Linked DNA regions of Mus musculus: region 2 is linked to region 1. A link is a contact called in public HiChIP or PLAC-seq data. All regions are on one chromosome and are shown on one strand. Each heading gives the region's core, a stretch centred on a gene start, on an enhancer-like site or on the middle of the called end of the contact. The rest is flanking DNA. Distances are from core to core; before and after follow the strand shown. Region 1 holds the start of Cybc1 (cytochrome b 245 chaperone 1). Region 2 overlaps Ccdc57 (coiled-coil domain containing 57).

Evidence for each region. HiChIP or PLAC-seq counts read pairs in DNA pulled down with a chosen protein or histone mark.
Region 2: a FOXA1 HiChIP or PLAC-seq map of pancreatic cancer cells shows a contact between it and region 1. The contact joins the enhancer-like site here to the promoter of Cybc1 in region 1. A contact is called at or near these places in 3 of 39 promoter capture datasets (the 3T3-L1 cell line and embryonic stem cells), 3 of 115 datasets of contacts at active chromatin or transcription factors (bone marrow-derived macrophages, embryonic stem cells and pancreatic cancer cells) and 1 of 9 other capture datasets (pancreatic islet).

The regions. Positions count from the first base shown.
Region 1 is chr11:121,227,235-121,232,393 of GRCm38.p6, forward strand. It overlaps Cybc1 (cytochrome b 245 chaperone 1), which reads right to left and starts at 2,075. Exons shown (of 7, transcript NM_144832.2): 1 at 1,805-2,075; 2 at 1,094-1,236; 3 at 9-50. The coding sequence starts at 1,178.
Region 2 is chr11:120,896,411-120,901,617 of GRCm38.p6, forward strand. Ccdc57 (coiled-coil domain containing 57) reads right to left here. Exons shown (of 19, transcript NM_027745.1): 8 at 1,399-1,557. Among named protein-coding and RNA genes, the nearest start is that of A430102A20Rik, 34 kb to the right of the region's middle. Within about 2 kb of position 1,766, at least 36 of the 459 cell types and tissues checked have an H3K27ac peak or open chromatin away from gene starts, as enhancers often do. A contact at or near this core is called in pancreatic cancer cells, where this site is marked.

The DNA of each region.
Region 1 (5,159 bases), core at 825-3,324:
TACTTTACCTCCACTGTAATAGGCAGCAGCCAGGCCAGTGGATAATATTCCTGTAGAGAGAGGGAGAGAGTACCTTGTTAACTAGCCAAGGGAAGACCCATTTCTTCACAGTGCTATAGCTGTCTCATGGTAGCACAGCTTGTTCAGGGGCAACAGGTAGAGGCTACCTAGTACAGAGTTGGTGAGCCAGCTAAGATGTTTGTTTCAAAACGGAGGAGAAGGGGACTGGAAAAGAGGGCTTACTGATTAAGAGTATATACTACTTTTGCAGAGGACCCAGTTCAGTACTCAGCACCAGCACCCATGTCAGGCCATCGCAACCTCATGCAACTTCAGCTCCAAGAGAGCTAATGCTCTTCTGGATTCCACAGGCACCTATACGTACCTGCATAGAACCCCCATATAGATACACACATAGTTTAAAAATAAAATTAAATAAAAAGCAAGATATCCCATCATGGCATTCACCAGACTTGTCTGCAAACAAATGACAAACGCACAAATGACCCTGAGGTAGGTATTGCTTACATGGGATGAGGGATGAAGACTACTTACAGAATTATAACAACACCCGAGCATAACATGCAGAAAAGCATGTGTATATCATAAGGACAGACTGCAGAGATGCTGCTGAAGCCACAGCTAGTGCCTCACCTCAGACTGTACAGCCCAGCCAACACAAGTGCACCTGTCCCTGAGATACAAGAGCCTTCTGACAGGCAGCGATGGAGGAAGAGGCTAAGTGCGCTTATGAAGAGGTCTGAGCCAGGGAAGAGGAAAGATGGGAACCCATGATCACCTGTCACACAGAAGGAAAACTATAGTGACCTCATAAAAAGCAGATAGGCTGGGAGGGCATCTCAGTGTTAAAGAAGTGTGCCCAGCTTGCAAGGCAGGGAGGGTATCTCAGTGTTAGAGTGTGCCTAGCATGCAAGGGGGTCGGTCCTGCATGCCATCTGAAAGAAAAGGCACCCTGAGGGTTAATGAAACATGCTTTATCAAGGCCTTGTATTGAGAACCTCTAATAGAACACAAAGAAGCTGTTTACGTCGCTTTTTAGATTGGGGGTGGGGTGGGGGGTGGGAAGCCTTACCGACCAGCAGGGACCAAGACCGGATGCCTGGAGCCCTCTTCAGATGGAGGCGGGTGCTGGTGCGTGTCTCCACCTGCATATACATTCTTGGAACCTGGGCTCTACTGCACAGCCGACCAGGCTTGGAAAAACACAACTGAAGCCTGCAACCAGTGCACATAGGCAGCACCTCATTAGTCCAGTCAGGAGGCCAGGGGAAGGTCCACAGCAGACCCCGAACACCTTTCTCTTATGAGCCCACTTAACTCACAATTATGTATGGGCATCGGGGCTACACAGCTCACAAATTTGGTGTTGGTCTGAACTCACTTCCAAGCCCCCAGTCTTGTGAACCCTTTTCTTGACTGAACTCTTATCTTTAAGTTGTTCCATTAGTAAGCCCCCTCCCCCTCCCCCGCCCCGACACACACACACACAACTCAGGCTTCCGGCACCTTACCCGAATCTTCCAGAAACAACTCTTCCCACCAAGAACGGGAAGTGAAAGTACCATCGTGTATGAGTCTCTACATTCATAAGCTGTCAGATCCCTGTTATTGACGCCAGACTACCTAACAATGGCCCAAATGCGCCGAATTAATGGGACACTGCGGCAGGACGTCTGGAGATTAACACCCAAGGCCCCAGTTCTGAGTGGCTCCTTGGATTCCCAGGGGCAATCAAGCTTCATACCCTACATCCTCAAGAATCCTAGTTAGGCACATAACTTGCCTCCCTCTGGCTTCAGTTACCAACAAGCTCCACTAGCGGCCCGTTACGCTGGCTCCTCCTCCGGAGTGCACACGCCCGGCTTCCTCAATTTGCCTTGCGCCTGGTCCAGATCCGCAAGCGATGACCCGCACAGGGCTCGGCGGGTCGGAACCCGAAAAGTTGTAGGACACGCACCTATGCGGACAACGAGGGACTTGTAGGAGAATGAGTGGGAGAGAACAGCCCCTCGAACTTCCGGACTTCTGTTCCGCAGACTTCCGGGATAAGAGCTGGGTGGGAACCTCCCAGGGGTGGAGACTGAGTGATTACGCAGTCGGGGGTTGTGCCTTTGTGCTTCACACTCCTGGGGACAGGGACAGGTAGGGCACCTGAATTTAGCCCCTTGGCCAACCAAGAAAGATGTCACTCAAGGAGGTTTCCTAGTTAAGCAGGATATGGGCGTGGTTTAGAAGCCTGGGGAGTGAGTGGATCTGGATTGGGTTTTTTTGTTTGTTTGTTTTTGGGGGGTTTTTTGGGTTTTCCAGACAAGGTTTCTCTGTGTAGCTCTGGCTGGCCTGGAACTCAGAGGGATCTTCATGCTTCTGCCTCCCGAATGCTGGGATTAAAGGTGTGTGCCACCGCCTCCTGGCTAGATCTGTAATTTTCAGGAAATGATAAGAGGTCATATTCACCAGATGCCTAAGGTATAGCAAACATGATCTGACTACCCGAGGTCAATCTAACAAAAGATGCACAATAAATGAAAGTGGGGACATGGCCACTCCTAGGTATTGTTGACGAGTTTCTTATTGTAAATGTGAGGGAAAGCACATATGGAAGCGTCTGGTTGAACATGTCCAGCAGAATAGAGCCATGAGAGGAAAGAGAGAGGGGCAGAGTAAGAGATGAAGAGAGGCGAGATGGAGACAAAAGACCAAGAGGGCAGACAGCACGTAGTCACGATGTCAGATGTCAGCACGTAGTCACGATGTCTGGGTTTTATAGGCAAAGAGAAGTTGGAGGGAAGGGAAGGGAAGGGGAGGGGAGTTGAGGGGAGGGAAGGGAAGGGAAGGCAGGGGCTTGGGCAGGGTTAGAGAGGTCTAGGGTAGTGGGCAAGAGCTGAGGAGTCAGGACTCTGTAACAGGTACTTGCTGAGAGCATGGCCATCATCTACTTTGATGGTCAATAGGCACCTCAGTTAGCCATTTGTCCCCGGTTTCTTTCAGACCTAACACACAATAACTAGTGACGTAAAACCTGGATCACATGTTCCTATTTTGTAGTTTGCCTCCAACATACCTACGATGATCTGTGGGTGCTAGGACGGCATGCTGGAGCAGAGATTTCCATTACTTTACCGTTCTCTTTAGATCTACTTGTTATGGGATTCCTAATTTTATAATGACTTTATAAAAGTACACAGCATGACCCTTGAAGTTTTGTCAATTTATAGTTACAGTATATACTGAGAAAACTGGATGAGGCAGTCTCTCTCTAATATTTACTTATTTATTTTATGTATAGGAATACACTGTAGCTGTCTTCAGACACACCAGAAGAGGGCATCAGATCCCATTGCAAATGGTTGTGAGCCACCATGTGGTTGCTGGGAATTGAACCTCAGGACCTCTGGGAAAGTAGCTAGTACTCTTTACTATTGAGCCAACTCTCGATCCCTGTTTTTTGTTGTTTTTGCTTGTCTGTATGATGTGCGTGTGTGAGTGTGTGCATGTATTTCTGGTTGGCCTGGAACTCTGGGATCTGGCCCAATCTGTCTTGCGAGTGCTAGAATTAAAAGCACACGCTGCTATACTCAGTTTAAAGCTGGATTTATTCTCTTTTTTTTTCTTTTTTTCTCTTTCTCTTTATCTCTCCCTCTCCTTTTTTTTTTTTTTTTTTTCAAAACCTGGCTGTCCTGGAACTCACTCTGTAGACCAGGCTAGCTTCAAATACACAGAGATCTACCTGCCTCTGTCTCTTGAGTGCTGGGAACTGCCCAGTTTAAGAAGAGGCTTTTATTTATAGACTGGCACCAGGTCTACACCCAGGACTCGGAATTCCTGAATGCAGTCCCCAGTCACCTCAGTCAGGGGTTTATAAAGGCAAAAACCACAAGTTACATTCTGTGCTAGTACAAGCAGAAGGTCCTCTTATGCAAAACAAGCTTTATTTACCGAAGCAGAAACAGAAATTTAAAAAGTAACCTTTAACAGCCCTTAACATTTGGAAGTCTAATTTTGCTTTGCAGTTCTCAAAAAGCCCAGAGATTTTAAACTGTAAACATAACATTAGCGTTAGCCATGAACATAATGTTAGCCATGACTGTGCTGTGTGCCGAGATTACAGCTTGAATGGTACCTCCATCGTGAGTCAGTTGTGCTAAGGCCTGGGGCCCTGTTACACTAGAACTCACTATGTAGACCAGGCAGGCCTCCAACTCAGAGTCCTCCTGCCTCTGCCTCTTAGGTGCTGGGATTAAAGGTGTGTGTCACTATATCTAGCTGCTTTTAGTTAATTTTTAAAAAACACTTAACTTTGGAGATCACACAGTCTAGCAATAATTTATTTCCCCTAATAGGTTTGTTGTAGGTGACACCTCTGCCTGTACCTGTAGGCCAAAAGATCCAAGCCGACTTCTGGGTTTGAAAACTCTATCAAACCCCACCAATTCCTGAGCATGAAAACCACTAATCCCTAAACTAGAAATCCCACCAATCCCTGGGCTTGAACTGAAACCTCACCAATCCCCACCCTGGAAATCTCCACCCTGGAAAGCTCTGGCACAGCCACATCGACTGGAAACAGTGACAGTCACAAAGCCAGCACAGCTGCTTGACACAGTTCCTGCTGAGCTGAGCTGAGCTGAATGCTGTGATCACTGCCATTCTGTCACCTTTGAGGCTTGGTCTCTGTGTGCTGCATCCTTGGGGACTTTCTGCATTATGATTCACTTTGTGTCTTTTCCTGAGAAAAATTATATTCCAGTCTCTCTTAGGAAAATTCTAAAATTAACCTTATCTGGCTGTATGCGTAAGCCTTCCTTATGCTCTGGAGACCATTAAAACACAGATAAACACATAATTAGATAAGACCATTACTGCAGGAAACTTCTTGGTGTATCACCCCCTGAGCTAACTCAAACAGTGTAATTGGTGCAGGGTAAACCGAGACAACTGACAAACTCTGACTGGCCAGGAGAATAGGTTACATTCAAGGCCTCCCTTTACAGTATGCTTAGAGCTTTCTGAAAATGAAGTTTAAAGATAGGGGGTTGTACAGGATACACCCTTGGAGGAATAGAACTAACTCAGTAAGTAACATAGGTTGACTAAAATAAATTTTTCCTACTTTATAGCATAGGTGATGAAGTAATAAA
Region 2 (5,207 bases), core at 516-3,015, 330 kb before region 1:
AAAGGAAACTTCCAACACTAATTACATCTGATAGACGGAAAGATGTCTCAGAGTTAATCATCTTGGCTCTGATATCAGAATTGATCAGAACAACAAACCAAAGCCAAAGGAAATAGGAAATAGAACAACAACCACTACCAACCACCACCACCACAACAACAACAATGGAGAAAATCAAATCCTAAGTTGGTTCTTCACAAAGATCAGCAAAATATTGATAGAACTGATAAGCCTCCAGTGAGGCTGGTCTAAGGTAAAGGGGAGGCCATCAAATGACCAGTGTCATAAGAAGCCTTTGCTATCCACTGACAGGCAGTAAGATTACAGGAACCAGGGACAGGGACAAAGTGGACAGAGGAGATCAAAGTACCAAAATGGACAGAAAAAAAAATCAGAGGAAAACCTAAACAAAACAAAACAAACAGGGCTGGTGTGATGGCTCAGTGGGTAAGAGTACCCGACTGCTCTTCCAAAGGTCCAGTGTTCAAGTCCCAGCAACCACATGGTGGCTCACAACCATCTGTAATGGGATCTGGTGCCCTCTTCTGGAGTGTCTGAAGACAGCTACAGTGTACTTACATATAATAAATAAATAAATCTTAAAAACAAACAAACAAAACAAAACAAACAAACAAACACAAACCAGTGATAAATCCAAAGAAGCTAGGATCAAAAGCCATATTATGGCCGCCATTCAGAAGTCCAGTCCACAAAGGCCCTTCCCCAGGGTGGTCAGGGCTGGCCACAGAGCTGAGGGGTCTGGATGAGACAGAGTGGAGGGTGTGGATGTGTGTGTCCATCTGGATTACATCGTCTGACTTGATGACACTGTAAGAACAGGCCCTTGCTTTCACCAAGTGTAAGTTACTACAATCAACAGGAGAGACAAGCATGGTGGGTTTTGTTTGCTTGCTTGCTTTCTTTCTTTCTTTCTTTCTTTCTTTCTTTCTTTCTTTCTTTCTTTCTCTCTCTTTCTCTCTCTCTCTCTCTTTCTTTCTTTCTTTCTTTCTTTCTTTCTTTTTTCTTTCCCTTGAGATAGGGTCTCTCCATGTAGAGATGGATGTCCTGCAGTGTTATGGGGATCAGGTTGGCCTTGAAATCATGGTACTCTGTCTGCTTCTGCAAGCTGATGGCAGAGGAAGGTGGACATTGCTCGCCACCACACCAGCCCTTGGCTGCTCTCCTTGATCTCCTCATCCCAAAGTCTCTGGACATGCCCTCTGGGCTTGGATGTTTGCTGTCCTTACTACCACCACGATCTGCTTTCAAACCATTGACCATTCCTCCCCCAGGGAATGCAGGGCCAAGTTTGTTTGATGTGGTTTCAATCCTGAGGACCTGTAATGGTTCTTGTCTGCAGGAAACACTCAGCATGGGTGACTGCCTTGGGAATGGTACCTGTCTATGTCCTGTTGGAATCTGGCCACCTGTGCCTTGAGCTTCATCTCTTCTTCCTGCAGCGTGTGAATCTGAAAGTCTTTGGAGACAGTCTCCTTGGACATCTGCGTGATCTGGGCGTCCCAGGCAGCTTTCAGAGCTGCCGCATCTTCACGAAATCTGCACGGGAAGAGTTTGGGAGTGCAGTGAGCGTCTCCTGTTCTCTCTCGTGCTCCCATACAGACCCAGAGGAGCACACACACAGTTGGCCAGCCCTCTCAAAAAGCCACATTAGAAGGCAAACCATTGCCTAATTTAAGACCATGGTTCTACTCAGGAAGAAACATCCAGCAGCCAGCCAAGCTACTGTTAACTAATTGACTATAAAGGGCCAAATTACGCAAGGGGGAAAGGTGATCTGTACACACAGCCTGTGGGACTGAGGAAGTGCTGCTGGTGAGTCACCTCTGCATCTTTCACTGTGCCCAGTCCAGCACCTAACACACTTCAAGAAGACTCTAGAGGCCACACATTAGCTTGACAGTCAAGTGTTGCTGGGCAAACCGCCCAAACACGCAAGCTTTCCCAAAAAACACACATCAAGTGACACTTTCAGGAGAGGCCATCTAACCAAGACCATCCCTGCTCACGGAAAACCTGCCTTTGTCACACGGTGCACCAAAGACCACACCCCTGGGAACAGACCTTCTGGGGCTCTGTGCTGATGGGCTGTCCCGTGTGGGCATGACAAGCAGAAGGTGAGTAGCTGCCCTGAATCAAGAGCCAGGTGTTGAGTCTCAAACCTGCCCTGGAACAGCATGGAGAGCCACTGTGCCACATCTCACACGCTCTGGGAGTACTGAAAACAGGACACACGAGGCAGCCACTTTCAGTCACTTTGGGCAAGCCCACCTGACTCTGCCTTCTGAGCCGGTGTCTGGTACTGAGGAAATGCTCCTGGAAATGCCCTCAGCAACACTTCTCACCAGGCTGCTTCCCAGGCCGGCATTCCCAGGGTCAGCACAGAAACACCTGGTCCAGTGACCTGTGTCCACTGTGGCCTCCTTCACATTCTACCTCCTTTCCCCAACACGTGGCCTGACTTAGCTGCCAGTATGACTACTGCCGTCTTACAGTGAAGACCAGTAGACTCTGACTGCTCCAAGTGGAGCAGACATGCCACTAGCAAACCTGTGTCTTTATCCTAATCATACATGTGTGCAAACCCACCGAGAGGGCAAGCACTGAGCACTGAGGTTGTCACAGAATGCCAGCACATGCTGGACAGAGGTGGACTGGTCACCAAACTCCCCACAAGTAAGAAGAGAGATTCAAATTTGGGTTTTCTGAACATGTTCTTTTGAGATGGGGTTTCAGTTAGCAGCCTAGGCTGGCCTCACCTTAAGAGCTCTGAGATTACAGATACATGTCACCCTGCCCTGTTTTCTACTGTCAGGGAAATGCCCTGTCTGTAGTAGTAACCCCCCCCCCCCTTTTTTTTTTGGTTTTTTTGAGACAGGGTTTCTCTGTGTAGCCCTGGCTGTCCTGGAACTCACTTTGTAGACCAGGCTGGCCTGGATGTGACACACTATAATTCCAGGAAGCTAAGGCTGGAGGATTATGAGTTCCAAGCTAGCCAGGACTATACAGAGTGAGACCCTGTCAAAACACAAAGTCATTTAGTTTAAGGCTTCAAGAGGAGGCAGGAAGCAGCCAGGCTCTGTAGGGCCCTGCCACTGCAAAGGAACAGCAATGAGCCAGCATTCGTTCCTCGAGGCAGCCACAGCACAGCTGGGCATCGTTGGCTCACTATGGTGAGCTGCTTGGGTTTCTTACAAAATAAACCAGAGCACACTGGACTTAACAAAGCAGTACCACCAAGCTTCTCAAAGTACAATTGCTAGTTTTATTTTTACTTTATGTCTGTGGTATTTTGTCTGCATGTGTGTTCCGAGGACTGAACTCGGACCCTTGGAGGAGTAGCCATCACTCTTAAGCACTGAGTTATCTAGCCCATGTAGAATAAGCTTTAATTTCCTGATACTACACAGGTCTAAGAACTACTTCTCCCCATAGTAGAAGTGTAATTTGGGTAGCAATTTGTCTGCTTAAAAAAAAGGGGTGGGGAGTGGGGGCTGGAGAGATGGCTCAGTGGTTAAGATCACTGACTGCTCTTCCAGAGGTCCTGAGTTCAAATCCCAGCAACTACATGGTGGCTCACAACCATCTGTAATGGGATCTGGTGCCCTCTTCTGGTGTGTCTGAAGACAGCTACAGTGTACTCATATACATAAAATAAACAAATCTTTAAAAAAAAAAAAAAAAGAGGGGCTGGTGAGATGGCTCAGCAGGTAAGAGCACCTGACTGTTCTTCCAAAGGTCCTGAGTTCAAATCCCAGCAACCACATGGTGGCTCACAACCATCCCTAACGAGATCTGACTCCCTCTTCTGGTGTGTCTGAAGACAGCTACAGTGTACTTACATATAATAAATAAATAAATCTAAAAAAAAAAAAAAAAGATAAAATACCCTCATCTAAGCCTGGGAATGTTAGCAAATACCCGACTTCAGTGTTCCTTTGAACACTGCGTCCCTGTGTATTTCCTCACTGCCCAGGATGGGGCTCAGCGCCGCACACCCAGTGCTATACCTCTCCAGTGCCCACAGTTCTTGACACGAGGCACAAGCAGAGCAGGTTGTCCAAACACTCTGGCTTGAATTAAATATTGGGAAGGAGCCAGTGTCCTGGAGCACACCTGTAATTCCAGCACTGGGTAGGCTGAGGTGGGAGAATAGAGGCTTCCAAGCCACCTCAGGCTACACAGGGCAGCCATGTCTCAAAAACAAAGCAAAACAAAAACAAACAAACAAAAAAAACCCAGTTAAACCCAGAGCTGTATGGTTTGAATTTCCACCTCTGTTCATGTCCACTAGAGAATTGAAAGCAACATCTATAAAGGACGTCTGCTACCTGCACTAAAGCAGAGTCATTCTTAAGAACAGAGGAGAAACACCCATGTGTACAGAGCAGATAAAAGACTGTGGCCTGTTCACACTGGGATATCAGCCTTAAAGACACAAAGTTTGACTTAACAAGCCACTGCCCTCCATAGCTCAATACTAAAATAGTTAACTCTTGTTAGGCATGGTATTCTTGTGTGTATGCATGTGCAAGAGTGTGAAGGAGGACATGTGTGGTGTGGGTGCATTGCACAGGTCAGAGGTCAACCCTGGGTCGAGATCCTCAGTGGCCATCTGCCTTGAGATAAGGCTCTCCCTGGGACCTACGGCTCACTGACTATGCTGGGCTAGCTGGCAAAGAAGGCCTCCATGGCTTCTGGAGGTCCAGAGGTGTATATTTTGACACAGTCACAGTTTAAAAGAAAATGTCATCCTATGAATGTGGATGACCCTTGAGAACTTGAGTCTCTCTGTGACAGGCCAGACATATAAGGGCAAGTGCCAGAAGATTCCAATTTGTGTGTTGCTCCTAGAGTTAGCAAACTGACAGGCAGTGCCGACTGAAGGCTGCTGGGAGACTGGGGCAGGAGTGGCACCTGGATCCAAATGGGACGAGCACTGCAGACGGACAGATGAAACTGCATTTGCCGTATCCTGATGCCAGTGCTACATACCTATAACCCCAGCAGCACTTAGGAAGTTGAGGCAGGAAAAATAAGTCCAGGGGCGGGGGGGTGGGGGGGGGAGCTATAGTGACACATGCTTGCAGTCCCAACACTTGGGAGGTGGAGGCACACGGATTATAAATCCGAGGCTATCCAAGGTCATAGAACAAGTTCTGGGCCAGGTTTGCACAAATGAGGCTTTG